Linked DNA regions of Mus musculus: regions 1 and 3 are each linked to region 2. The links are chromatin contacts, called in public promoter capture Hi-C maps. All regions are on one chromosome and are shown on one strand. The core of a region is the stretch at or near the end of the contact, and the rest is flanking DNA. Distances in the headings are between cores, read along the strand shown. Region 1 holds the start of Dcn (decorin). Region 2 has its middle 48 kb from the start of Gm40746. Region 3 holds the start of Lum (lumican).

Region 1 (4,917 bases), core at 1,684-4,183, 1.3 Mb after region 2:
TTTGGTGAGGAGTGAGTAGACTTTGACAGCAGTGCAACTGCAACTGTACTTGCTGGTGGGCTGTCGGTGGGAATCACGGTGTGAGTGGCTTTTGCAACATCTGTGGTATTCACTCTGAACCAGAATATTTCACATATCTAAATTCCCATGGTTTCAGAAAATCCAACCCTCACATTGCAGCCCGGGGTAGGGGAGCTTAAGCTATCTCTACAAAGCACCGTCTCCTGCCTCCGAGTCACTTTTTTTTTTTTTTTTTAAGATTTATTATTTTATGTATGTGAGTACGCAGCTGCTCTTTTCAGACACACCAGACGAGGGCATCAGATCCCATTACAGATGGTTGTGAGCCACCATGTAGTTGCTGGGAATTGAACTCAGGACTTCTGGAAGAGCAGTCAGTGCTCTTAACCACTGAGATCTCTCCAGCCCCCCTGAATCACTCTTTACGTTACAGTGCAGACACTTGAGACCCATGGACGGTGTCCTGACTTTGCTTTTACTTAACTGTATATGACTGTGTGATGATCCTATGTTTTTGCACCTAAAAAAAAATGAAAAAAAAAGAACCATATACTTGATATAACACTTATATATAACAGCTGTTCATAAATGAAGCTTGATAAATGTGAAGAAACTTAAAAGTTGTCATTAAATTAAAAAAAAAACATTACATAGGGAAAGCATTTGTCTCTATATATCCTTAAACAAGGTTTACGAACTATTAAAACTTTTTAAATATTGGGTGATTACAATGATGATTAAAGTGCCTGTGTGTGAGTGTGTGTGTGTGTGTGTGTGTGTGTGTGTGTGTGTGTGTGTGTGAGTGTGTGTGTGTGTGTGTGTGTGTGTGTGTGTGTGTGTGTGTAATATGTGGTTGAGGCATTGACTCTTTACTTCCTCCTTTACCTGGCTTCCAGAGGTTCAACGCTGATTGACAGGCTAGGAGCTGTAAGTACCTTTGTCTTCTAAGCTGTCTCTTGGGTCCCGGTATTGAACTTGTGTGCAGTTTTGAAAATGAGAAGGCATCGTATCTTAGAGATTTAACAGTAACTCTTCCTGTGTGTGTGCTCATTCTCCTTATGATGAAGCACAGCTATGTAACCTGGATTCAGAATTAGAATCTCTGGGAGCTGCCTTGTGCTTTGGGTCTTACTTAGCTTCATGGGCAGGGAGAGGTCACTGGTTCTCAATTTTTATATTTTCAAAACAGGAGGAGCAACTCTTCTTGGCTAGTTCAATTGTAAACTATATAACACACCAGAAAATAATGGAAAGTAATATTTATGGCGCACTTATACTGAAAGTAAGTTGAAATAAATTTGTTCTATACATTGTCTGCTTTCAAGCTCCATCTAAGACTAACCACTGAGTTACGTTTTCTATGTATTCCACAGGTGCAGAGACTGAAGCTTGGGGAGGTTAGGGGAGTTGCTTTAATTCCTAAACCTGTCATCAAAGGGAAGAACCCAGATATGAACTTTAAACCTAACAGCCCCACCAGTAAAAATTCAAACTAATTTATATGCATCTTTTGTTTCCTCTTGCCAACTTTATTCTACTTTTCTTTCCTATTTCTTTGCTTTCATCTCCTGTCTTATTCTACATTAGGCAATGACTGCTGCCACAATTTGTCCTGACTCACTAGAGTGAAGTTCAGTGTTGCTAAGAAACAAATCATCGATTAAGAAAGACAATGACTATAGTAACTGTGTTAGAGGGACTATGTGTGTTTTCTGGGAGTGAGGCAATGAGCAAGGAGTTATCGCATGTCAGAAGAAACTTATAAATACAAGCAACATTCAGAGGAGAAAGTCAATTAGTGCCAGAAGAAAGGGCATGTTCCTTACACCAATGTCAGCGAACACTTGGACTCAACAGAATCACTCAGCATGCTTCGACTCTGCAAGAATGGAGTGTGTGGAGGGAGAGGTTAAAAGACAGGCAGTTAGACTTGGGAAAGAAGTCAAAATAAGTCTAGCTACATCCTCCCCCTCCCTCAGATTCCCTCTCAAGAATTTAATTCCTTCCAGCTCCATAAAAATAAAAAAATATTTCCTGTCAAAGCATGCACTTAGGTGGGTAAAGGAAGGATAGGGGGAATCTCCTCCTTTTTCATAGATGGTGGCTTCAAGTCCCCACCTGATCAGAGCCTGGAGGCCTGAGCAGAAAAATGCGAGTCAGAACCTGGGAAGGCAAACAGAGCAACCCACAGCATCCAGAGATGGAATTATAAAATCTCCAAAAACTTTCTTCACTGCCTGAATAAACATGTTACTCAATTTGCACTTTCTTCTCCTCCCCCTGCCTATTTACTGAAATTTAAAAAGAGCCACAGAAAGTCCTAATTACATAAGGGACCCATCTATAAAAATTATTATTTTTTTCTTTACTTACAAACTAAATCTTATTGTAATCAGTGTCTAGTTTCTATGTGTTTTATTCAACAACAGCAGCAAAGAATAGACAGTAAGGAAGTTTTTGAAGCCGTAGGTAATGAAAATAATAAACAACATATTTTCCAGATTAAATTCTGGCTTTGTCCCAGAACACCATAGAAATGCATTCAAAATGCACAGAGAACTCCAGAGCACTTGAACTTCAGAGCCCAGGAGTAATTCTATGGAAGTCTAATTAGTCTTCTCTGCAGACCACATTTAAAAAAGCTTTAGGATTAATGCCATTCCATTTTCCAGACCCACACATCTCCAAAGCAAGGGGGAAAAAAGTCATTTCAGAAGGATAATAAATACTACTTACAAACAAGACTGGAAAGGGTGGAGACTGGAATGGGGTTGGGGGTGGGGAGACAAATTCTTCAGTTACAATCTTTTAGAAAAAAAAAAAAAAGACAAATTTCAAATCAAGTTGCTCCACTAGACTACAAAAGCAGTTTGGAATGCTGGGCGGATGCAAAGGGATAAAGCAAATGTGGAGGGGGAGGGAGAAGGGGGCCGATAAAGTTTCTGGCTACAATACAAGAGACGTATCATTACCATATGATCTAATGTGGGTGTCAGCTGGATGCGCTCACGCAGTGAAACCTTAGTTCTTAACTGTGCTATGGAGTAGAAGCAGGAGGTTTTCAACCCAGTGACAGTCACAGGGCAGCACCACCCCCTCCTCCTTCTTTCCACACCTGCAAACCCTTTTGCCTGGGCTGCATAGTTAGTGTTAATTACATCGCAGCTTTGAGGGCTCCTGTGGCAAATACCCGGATTAAAAGGTATGGCTTTCAATAATTGTCCTGAACTCTGCTACAGGCTAATAAAGCTTCTGTCAAGTGGAGGGCAGAAGAAAATATCTGGTGAGAAAAAGGAACGAGAAGGAAGCTGTGCTAAACTTTTAGTAATCTTTAGACAACGTTAGAAATGAATTGCTTGAAAACAGAAGTTAAGTACTCGGTAAAACAAACAAACAAAAAGGCAAAACTGTTTGAATGCATTGGTTTTGTGCTCTTGCTTCTGTTCTTGCAAATATGCTTATTAAAAACTTGTAACCTAACACCATGACTTGTCTATATTGGTAGTTTTGTGTTTGTACTGATGAAATGCTTTGCTCTTTATAAACTGTCAGCAGAAAAGCATTCGTAACTAGCATATTGCTTGTGCCTAAATTAGGTATTTAAGGGTTTCTTCTCGTGCTGTGTTCTTGCATACTTCACAATCTTTAAAACATCAGCAAGACAAGTCTCTGGCTGTAGAAATATAATGCCTACTTCTGCAACACCAGAAATGAATAGGAATTATTACCAGAAAGGTGAAAAGGAACACAGGAAATATTTATGATGTTAAAGATCTGAGATAATACAGCTGCAGAGCTCTTTGGTTATAAATGTTTCTGTCAATATTTTCGATGCAAATTAACCTTTCTTATGAGGTGCATTCACTATGAGGTGAGGGTGGGGGTTGATTCTCATTTTAACTTAAAGCAGAGTAAGCAGAGGACCACTGGTTACGTGTGCCCCAGTGTGTGACTCCAGTGATCTCTGTGCCTGTGGCTTTTTCTTCCTGCAGCTGCTTATTTTAGCAGACCTCTCCAAAAGAAACATAGGTTTTATTGTAGTTCTTGTTTGTGGACAAATGTATTTTTATTGCTTGTATTTTAATTATTCCTATTGTTACTGAAGTTTTAAATTCACCTTAAAATGAGGGATTTACAGATTCACTTCATACATACGTGTTAAGTTTTAACTCTGAAACACCTAACAACAGTATAAGTATGTTTATACAAAAGTTAACCTGGATGAAATAGCTAAGTAAATAAAGAAAGATTGTTTTGGGGCCAGACAGATTACTTTTGGTGAGACATTTCGGAACTTAAACAACTCTTTTTAGTGGAAAAATGGCTTTACAAATATTTGAGAGGAACAGTTTCTACAAGATATAGTGTTGCTTCAGTCACAACCTGTTCGTTTGTAAATTGTTTTTTGTTGTTCTAGTTGCCATTTATAACAAAAGGAAAAAAAAACAAACAAACAAAAAAACAAAACAAACAAACAAAAAAAAAAACACTGAAGAAATGTTGAGGACCAGTGACTCTTAAGATTTCTCTTAAGTTAATTGCTCTAAACACGCTGGATCTTTGAGTAGTATAAAAAATATTTTAAAAGAAATTTCATGGGAGAACTGGAAGAAAATTTATAAGCATTTTTTTAGGATAACAGAGTTCAAAAACATGCATATATGCATGCACACTTGCACATATACACACATACACACATGAGAGAGAAAGAGAGAGAGAGAGGGTATTAATGAAGTGGTATGCAGTCTGGCTGTATCAGGCTTTAGTCTAAAGGAAGATTGAGCAGAGAATTTGTCCTATTTTAACAAGGTAAACACATATAAAGAAAGATGGTGTTCCTCAGAGCCTGGGCTCAACATTTCCTTTTTAGGGTTGATAGGGAAGTCACCAGGCATG
Region 2 (4,725 bases), core at 255-2,754:
ACCACTCAGGTGTCACGGCAAATCTAGACTTTCAGAGTTTGCGGTGATGGATACGATTGAGTTTTTGTCTTCATCAAGTCTAAATCTGTTCATTAGTTCTAAGATTTTGCTTGATTTGAAAGGACTGGATTTGGGGCCTCAGAAGATGAAGACATGTAAAATAAATTAAAGACATCAGAGTAGTAACTGTTTTGTTCTGTTTTCTGTTTGTTTGCTTTTCAAGACAGGGTTTGTCTAGGTAGCCCTGGCTGTCCTGGAACTCTATATGTAGACCAGGCTGGTCTCAAACTCAGAGATCCATCTGCCTCTGCCTCCTGAGTACTGGGATTAAAGGTGTGTGCTACTAACACATGGCACTATTAACCTTGACTATGAAATACACTTTAATACTGAAAACACTGAGGTGTAAACTGTTCATAGCTGCACTTTTAGCCTTGAGAAGATAACCTTATAAAAACCACAGAACCTCAACATTGAGGTGTGTAGGTAAATAGACCACAGAAGTTGCTTCCTGTCTAGTTCCTCAATCGCTCTTTGATGTTAAGGTGAACTTAAAGGTTTTGTTACTTGGAGGTCAAGGTGAGGCTGTGCTGTCCTGTAGTGTAGTCATGACCGTAACAGTGATGGGCGCAGACTGATGACCATTGAAGTTACTGCATCCGAAGCTTCGAGTGCCCGAGCTCTAGTTCCCTCTGTAACAGGTTCTTAACCCCATTTTACAGACAAGGAAACCAGGACTCAGGATTTTGTTGTTCCCTATTTTTATTTTCCCCAGGCAGGGTCTTGTGAGTCCATACTGGAGTCTAACTAACTATCTAGCAGAGAATATCCTTGAACAAGAGGGTAGCCTCTTGCTTCCATACCCTGGATGCTGGAACAAAGGGCCAGCATCACCACACAGCTTCCCAGCTCAGAAGGTTTAAATATCCCAAGGCTACAAAGCTACAAGATGATGGAAACATGATTTGAAATACATGATTTGAAATTTGACTGCTGCAAAGCTCACATGTCAAAGGCAGGGGAAGGTGAAATGGTTAAGGCTTAAATCAAGGTAAAACCATGGGCAAAATGTCGAGAGTCCTAGCACGGGACTGCGGTTCAGCATAAGGCTGTGAAGTTCCTTTCTTAGCTCAGTCATAACAACCAGACATGGCAGGCAGAGAGCACTTTGTGTGCACTGCCTTTTGATTCTAACGGCAGCCTAGAGGAGCTACTACAGTGCCCGTTACACAGACAAGGCAACTGAGGCTGTAAAGACAGTTTGGTAAGTTTCAACTAGCGTCTGTTTGGCTCCAAGCGGTGCTCACGAATGTAAATTATCTTTTGACCGACCGACGTGACTTCTGTTTTTCCTGACGAACCACGGTGTCTTTTCAAAAACCGGGTTTCTCTTTCTGTCCCTGTTCCCAAGTCTTTTAGGTTGCCTGTGACCACTTTTGTAGCCCCAGCTTCATTATCCAGGTTCACACCGGAGGATCCACATGGTGGCACTGTAACCTCACACAGTTAAAACATGAGGAAAAAGGAGGAAAAAAAAAAAAACCCACTTGTTTCCACTGCACTAGGCAGGCCAGACTCAAGTCTGACAGACAGTCATGGACAGGCAGACTGGCCTTAATTAGACCGGCTTTAGCATTCTACCCTTTCTGGTTACAGACACACAGAACGCATTCTCCTCCAGCTACACCCAGGAGTGAAGATTCCAGAGACCCCATGCCCAATGGCAGGGTGTTGATCCTAACTAATATCACAACATCTAAGAGCACACCACCAAGACCTCTCCAAAGCCAGGAAATGCATGACTATCCCTTTCAAAATATTTTTTATCTGACTCTCATAAGCCCCTATCTCTTTAGACTTTCTGAAGTGGTGGGCTTTCTGAGAGAACAAAAGGAGGGAAAGACAGACAAATTAGGGAGAAAGGAAAAGGATCAACTCTCTGCATACATGACATTAAGTGCAGTACCCAATATCCCCAGACACACTTCCTTATGCATGGGAAGGCTTACCCAGTTTCTGTCTTGCAGGCTGTAAGATATATTAAAGGTATAAATTCATGATGTATCTTTAGGTGTTTGGTGATGCAAGCTGTTTCTTCAGTACTTTGCTTTCTTTGCTTCCAACTAAGAAAAAAAAAAAGACCAAGATCCTTCCATGTCACAGGAGGGAGGAAGACTTTCCAAGAGGGCAGATCTATAGACAAAGAGAAATCTTGCCAGTCTAGGAATGTAAAAAAAATATGCATAAGGTTGATGGAACAAAAATATTTTTACCCAGATGTAGCTGTCTCTTGTGAGACTATGCCGGGGCCTAGCAAACACAGAAGTGGATGCTCACAGTCAGCTAATGGATGGATCACAGGGCTCCCAATGGAGGAGCTAGAGAAAGTAGCCAAGGAGCTAAAGGGGTCTGCAACCCTATAGGAGGAACAACATTATCAACTAACCAGTACCCCGGAGCTCTTGACTCTAGCTGCATATGTATCAAAAGATGGCCTAGTCGGCCATCACTGGAAAGAGAGGCCCATTGGACAGGCAAACTTTATATGCCCCAGTACAGGGGAACGCCAGGGCCAAAAAGGGGGAGTGGGTGGGTAGGGGGTGGGTGGGTATGGGGGACTTTTGGTATAGCATTGGAAATGTAAATGAGCTAAATACCTAATAAAAAATGGGAAAAATAAATAAATAAATAAATAAACAAATTAATAAATAAAAATATTTTTATTTGTATATTTTTAAGTCTTTTTGAAGTAGATAGCAACCAGAGAGAATCATGCTTTTCAAGATAAGTGGCAAGATTCACACTCATGACTGCTTGTCTTAGGAAGAGTCTTCAGGGCCAGTTTCATTTTAAAGATTTGGGGAATCACTCTACCCAGATGCCTGAGTTGTCTGCACATAGGCTGGCATGAGGAGCCTTCATGCTTTTGTTTGAAATCCAGTCAGCTAGTTTCTGGCTTTATGACTTCGGCCCTGCAGCTATCTCTAACTCACCCATGTGCCACATGCATCCCAGGATAACTTAATGTGGCCCAGCACAAAATTATGCATTTACTTAAAACATGAGAATTTTCTCAAAAATAACATAGTTATGTAGTTCTCAAGGATGAACTTTCTAGATGAGAAAGTCATGTTGCAATGTCAAGAGTTTGGACCCATCTCACAAAGCCTGTTCCTCAACCCAAGTTCTTTCATCTGAAAAATGGGCATGAATACAGTAGCTCCTGTTTTACAGGTTGTTGGAAGATTGTGTAGAAATCTAGCATATGGCAGGCCCTTAATAAACACTTAATAAATGTGCCCCGTTATAATAATAAGAGTCCTGATCATGTTCGATACTGCTCAAAGAACAATGAAGAGACAGAAGAGAGAGCTGATCTGGCTTGGAGCTTCCCCAAAATAAGGCTCAGGTCTTTTCAGGGCTCTAGCTCTATGCTTGGACCCCCTTAGAGATGAAGGTGACTTCCTTTATATTTATATAGCATACTTGGTGGCCAACAGGCCATCTATAGACAGTATGAATGAGGCATTAGTAGGACACTGAGGTCACAGACTCTCTAGTCTTGATGGGCTCCTGAAAAGATGTTTCATCAAATGGTGGCATTTCTTGACAACAATTTTGACCCCTTGGTTTCCTGTTTCTTCCTGTTTGGAGTAATACTCAGGTTTAAAATGAAGTAACCTATTGCTGTCTTCCCAGCCTTCTCTCACAGAGCTGAGAATGGTTACGGAAATCCCTGTGCTGTCTAGACAGCAGACTGGGTCACATCGGGACCTTTTTGAAAGGCAGCTCTCAGTTCCCCACCCCTGCCACCTGCTGAGTCTGGGATGCTGAGGAAGTAGCTGCTAGTGGTTTGTGCTCAACACAGCTTGGGATGATGATTCTTAAACCTGACACTTCTTCCGCTAACCCCAAAACAGAGCCTCATGGGACCATGGGAAAACTCTGAGCATGCTTCCAGGAACCCAACCAGGCTGATCCGGATGCTTTTCTGTTTTTTATTTTTATTTTATGGTCTTATCTGTATTTTTAATGTTATCTCCTATTTTGTCTGTAGAGAAGCCAATGTTGGAGTCCTTCAAGTATTTGCCTCTGACTGTGCAAATATTTGACTGTGGCTGTTTCTTGTCGATGCAAATTACAGGGAGAAGCATTAACTGAGATCCCCTCAAAAACCACCACCACCACCAAAACAACAAACAAACAAACAACAACAAATCAACAACAACAACAAAAACCCCCAAATAACACATAGCATTTCATTTCCTAATGATTATCACCTTTTGGGGTGTGTGTGTGTGTACAGGAGCACATATGGAAAAAATGGGGTCTGTCTTCATGAGGATGTGACAATAGTCAGTGATGTTTGGAACAGTGTAGCCATAATAACATTAGTTACATGGCCAGCATCCCTAAATAAAACACCGCAAGTAATTTACATACTGCCACATATATTTTCTTCATTCTTTCTTTTGCTGTGTTCTTTCTTTTAAATAGGGAAACTGAGGTTTAAAAGTTTACACCTTCATCGTTGGCCACGTGAATTTGGGAAAGCATCCTAGAACTCAAACAACTCTTTCTCTTGAGTTACAATAGGTTTGGTGCAAGTGGCTGGCTTCTGTCTGGCAGGCACTACACCAGGTGTGTTCTGTGACTCATTCAATCCACCAAATAACTCTAAAAGATGGGAATTTGAATTGATTGATGTTATGGTACATAGAAGGA
Region 3 (4,450 bases), core at 1,732-4,231, 1.4 Mb after region 2:
TCGACACCTCTGTCTCCTGTGGGAGATATGTATCAGCCCGGAGCTCCGTCATTAAACTACCTAATGCTTTTACATCAAGATGGTCATCTGTTCATGATTCTTGGGTGCACGCTGAATGAAAATTCAGTGGGGGTTTCTCCACTAGGTTCTTTCAAAACTACATTATAAGAATTAGTGGAAAATTTAAAATAATAAAGCATGAAAATTCTGAGAATAATATTGTGTTGTGTGTTTATACTATAGAGATTGAGGTTAGGGTCTGGAAGATGGTTTAGCTATTAAGCACTTTTGTTCTTGCAGAGGACTGGGAGAACACCTCCAGCACCTACAATTAGGCTCTTAATCACCTATAACTGCACCTTTACAGCATCCAACATCCTCTTCTGGACTCAATGCTCATCCTCACCCAGAGGCATGTGCTCAAATACAGTCTTTTTCCTAACAATTTACATACTTGTTTCTTTTATTTAAACAGGACACCTTTCCACTGAAAGTATAACAATGTAAAAACAGAATTCTAGGCCTTTAGGCCCAGGCTTGGGAATGTGGCCTTTGTAAAGGTATGCTAATCATAAAAGAGATAGCGACATTCCTCTACCCACCCGCTTCCTGGGTTCAAAGAGTGCTCATTCAAAGAAAGTCACCCAGAACCTGCAATGCAAATGTGCTATTGTTAGAGGCTCTTAGAAGCTGTCTTGAGAGTTAACAATTACCAGGTATTCCTTGTGACTCTTGTAACTTTACACTTCCTTGTGACTCTTAACTGGTATCTTTGGTATCTTTCAACAACGCCCTCCCCACTTCCTTGAGTTTCGGTTTCTTCCTTTAAATACCCCCTTACCCAGCTACTCGGGGCGCCACGGTCCTCTACCCCTGCGTGGTGTATGACCATGGGCCCGAGAGCGCTCTTGAATAAAAATCCTCTTGCAATTTGCAGCAAGACCCGTTTCTTGTGGGTGATTTTGGGGTGTCGCCTCTCCTGAGTCAGAACGTGGGGGAGTCCTCACGTTGTGGGTCTTTCACCACAATATTCTTATAAATAATAATAATTATTTTTATTAATAGTAATAGTTATAACAATAAATCACACTTAAAAATCTTTCGATTCTGTCAGTTTCAAGCAAGGATAAAACCATCTTTTGTCTTTCAAAAGTCCCATTGGCTACCTTCCTCTAAAAACGGTCTTCCCTACATCTCATGTCATATATACATTGTATAAATATGTATTCACATATTTTTAAAACTTGAATTCCATATATGCAATGAATGTAAGGCATTTATACTAGTGTGAACTTTCCAGGTGAATAAGGTCATGATTATTGACTTGTACCCCTCTCAGGTCTCACTATTAACATTTGAAACACTGGATATGTACTCTGATTTTTGTTTCATTTACATTGTTATGTTGAGATGGGGGTCTCATGAATCCCAGGCAGGATTCAATACACTATGTAGTTGAGGATGAACTTAAATTCCTGCTCTTCCCGTCCCTACCCTTCAAGCACTGGAATTACCTACCTCTGTGTGTTATCACATCTAGTTTATCTGATGCTGGAGATTGAACCCATTTCTTTATTAATGCTACGCTGTACCAACTGAGCTGTGTCTCAAGCTATCTTTAAAGGAAAATAACTAAAATGTAGAACCTATACTGAAACAGCTTGCTCTAAGAGTTTTATAGAATAGGGAACAAAACACCCATGGAAGGAGTTACAGAGGCAAAGTTTGGAGCTAAGATGAAAGACTGGACCATCCAGAGACTGCCCCACTCGGGGATCCATCCCATAATCAGCCACCAAATGCAGACACTATAGCCTATGCCAGCAAAATTTTGTTGAAAGGACCCTGATATAGCTGTCTCTTGTGAGGCTATGCCAGTGTCTGGCAAATACAGAAGTGGATGCTCACAGTCATCTATTGGATGGAATACAGGACCCACAATGGAGGAGCTAGAGAAAGTACCCAAGCAGCTGAAGGGGTCTGAACCCTCTAGGAGGAACAGCAATATGAACTAACCAGTACCCAGAGCTCATGTCTCTAGCTGCATATGTAGCAGAAGATGGCCTAGTCGGCCATCACTGGGAAGAGAGGCCCCTTGGTCTTGCAAACTTTATATGCCCCAGTATAGGGGAACATCAGGGCTAAGAAGTGGGAGTGGGTGGGTAGGGGAGCAGGGCTGGGGGAGGATATAGGGAACTTTTGATATAGCATTTGAAATGTAATTTAAAAATATCTAATTAAAAAATAGAAAGTGAATATTTTAAAATAAAAATATACCCTATAAATATATATAATCTTCTCAAGTAATTAAAGCAATAAGGGCTTGAATAAATTACTCATTTGCTACATTACATACCAGAAAGTGAGTTAGAACACTCTATCAAGCCAGGCCTTTGGACAGACCACAACTTTGGGTGCCTTCCACCTTGGAAAAAAAGTCAGAATAGTCTGGTAACAGAATGAAAAAGATTAGTGACTTGTGATATTTTTAGGATATATTTATGTTATCTTTGTTCTGCTTTTTTTGGCTTTAAAGTATAGAATATAATCTTCAAGTAGGGTTTTGAGTGAGTTCCTGAGGAAATCCACAAATGAAAAACAGGTCAGACCTTGGCTGAGTGGTTCCAGATCTGAAGAACATGAGAAAGAGTTTCCTCAACATGACAAGCTAAAGAAGACATTCACCCTATCAGTTGTCTCAACGTGTATATGAAGCGCTGCTCACAGTACAGAAATGAATGCATCCTTAGGACAAAGAGCAAGCTAACCCAAGTGAATCAAATAAGTAATCCAAGAGGGGTGGCCAAAAAAAAAAAAAAAAAAAAAAAAAGACTCAGTTCCTTTGCGTGTGCTCATTTGCATTTTCCTGAGATTCTTTGCTCTGTTTGTGATTTATGAGGTCTTTACAGGAGCACAAGACTTGGCTGAGCAGATCACAGTTCACCGCCACCACACATGCAGAAGTTCAGAAGTTTGCAGCAGAAACCCTCTCACACCGAACTGCCTCATTTGTAGCAAGCTCGATTCTTAGGGGTTTAATCCAGTAAAGTACTTCTCTCTCTGTCTCTCTCTCTTCCCCCAACCCCGATTCCAGAGTGGAAGGGTCTGTTTTGTCCACCTGCACTTCGTTAGAGAGAAGCTTGCTCAGAGGCAACACCACAAGAGCCCACAGTGACATAACTTCATCCAGAGGCTGGCGTGATTGGGCTGGTCCCCCCCCCCCACCCCCCACGCTCCTCAGCTCTTGTATCACTGAGACTCTGGCAGCCAGTCCCACCCTGACAGAGTTCACAGCATATGTTAGTGGATTCTTGTTCACAGTGTGCCTGTTTAAGAAATTAACGGAAACAGTGTCAAGAGAGTAAGGTAAGTGCTTTTTTTTTTTTTTTTTTTCTTACTATACCCCAGGGGATGCTGAGTCTTGGGGACAGTGTTTAATTTTAACAGGAACAGGAAAAAAAAAGATCTAGAGGAATTTTGCCAATTTGCTATTCAATGACAGTTTTGAACATTTATTTTCACATTTTACCTATTATACTTTCCATCACTATTGGATTAATTTCACTCTGTATGCCAGACTGATTGGCAAGGGAAATTTAAAACGTTCCAAGGTTGCAATGAAAAAAAAAAAAAAAGTTAGACACTCAAAAACGTACAGAAATTAAAATGTTATCTATGCTAATTAGCTACATATTGTTATAATGTTGAAATCTAGTATTGAGACAGAAAAAGGCCACTACCACCAGCAGCAGTCAAGGGGTTTTGCAATAAAATATGTTGTTACAGGTCGCAATAAACATTCTGGGTTATAAAATGTTAGCAGGAGGACTCAGTTACTTGTGTGGATCACTTCTCCGTGTTTTGCTCATTTTAAAGATCTGTGGTTTTGGATATACACCTTAAGGTACATGTTTTTAAAAGTTTCTGGGAAACAATTTACATTTTTGCAGAAAAGCATTTCTTTCATGACCAGAGGTATTTAAAAAAGTAGGGGCCGAATGTATGACTTACCCTCACAGAGGAGGCATTGTATGTTCACAAGGTTGCTTTGATTTCAGACTGTTAAGTTTTACTTTGCCAAAACTGTGGAATAAATTTTTGTTAGTATGCATATTCCATTTAAAAAGTCAAAACTTAAATGAATCAACAGATTCATTTATGTGATTATGTACTGTTACTGTGTTCCTAGTGCTAGGCAGGGCAAATCCTAACTATTCAATTAAAAATTCCCATCAGAATCATGGGCAAGGGCATAATTTATTAGCATTGTGACTGTATCTGAGGTTAGAATTTCAAGTGTATCTTTCATAAAATCTTTTTCAATGTTTCTTTTCCTGAAGTCTGTCATGATTCTAAGCTAAAGCAAAGCATATATATTTAAAATGCATGGTCTCCCAACTTCTACTTCCTCCAAATTACCTGATGCAAATGCTTGTCTCATATTATTTGC

The links. Promoter capture Hi-C pulls out the DNA fragments that hold promoters and counts their contacts.
Region 1: a promoter capture Hi-C map of hippocampal neurons shows a contact between it and region 2, with 4 times the contacts expected there. The contact joins the promoter of Dcn here to the enhancer-like site in region 2. A contact is called at or near these places in 6 of 39 promoter capture datasets (the 3T3-L1 cell line, cranial neural crest, hippocampal neurons and 3 more) and 1 of 9 other capture datasets (liver).
Region 3: a promoter capture Hi-C map of embryonic stem cells shows a contact between it and region 2, with 7 times the contacts expected there. The contact joins the promoter of Lum here to the enhancer-like site in region 2. A contact is called at or near these places in 7 of 39 promoter capture datasets (the 3T3-L1 cell line, the C10 cell line, cranial neural crest and 4 more), 1 of 484 Hi-C or Micro-C datasets (embryonic fibroblasts) and 1 of 9 other capture datasets (liver).

The regions. Positions count from the first base shown.
Region 1 is chr10:97,476,567-97,481,483 of GRCm38.p6, forward strand. It overlaps Dcn (decorin), which reads left to right and starts at 2,934. Exons shown (of 8, transcript NM_001190451.2): 1 at 2,934-3,223.
Region 2 is chr10:96,130,822-96,135,546 of GRCm38.p6, forward strand. No RefSeq gene overlaps it. Among named protein-coding and RNA genes, the nearest start is that of Gm40746, 48 kb to the right of the region's middle. Within about 2 kb of position 1,505, at least 52 of the 459 cell types and tissues checked have an H3K27ac peak or open chromatin away from gene starts, as enhancers often do.
Region 3 is chr10:97,562,520-97,566,969 of GRCm38.p6, forward strand. Lum (lumican) reads left to right here and starts at 2,982. Exons shown (of 3, transcript NM_008524.2): 1 at 2,982-3,366.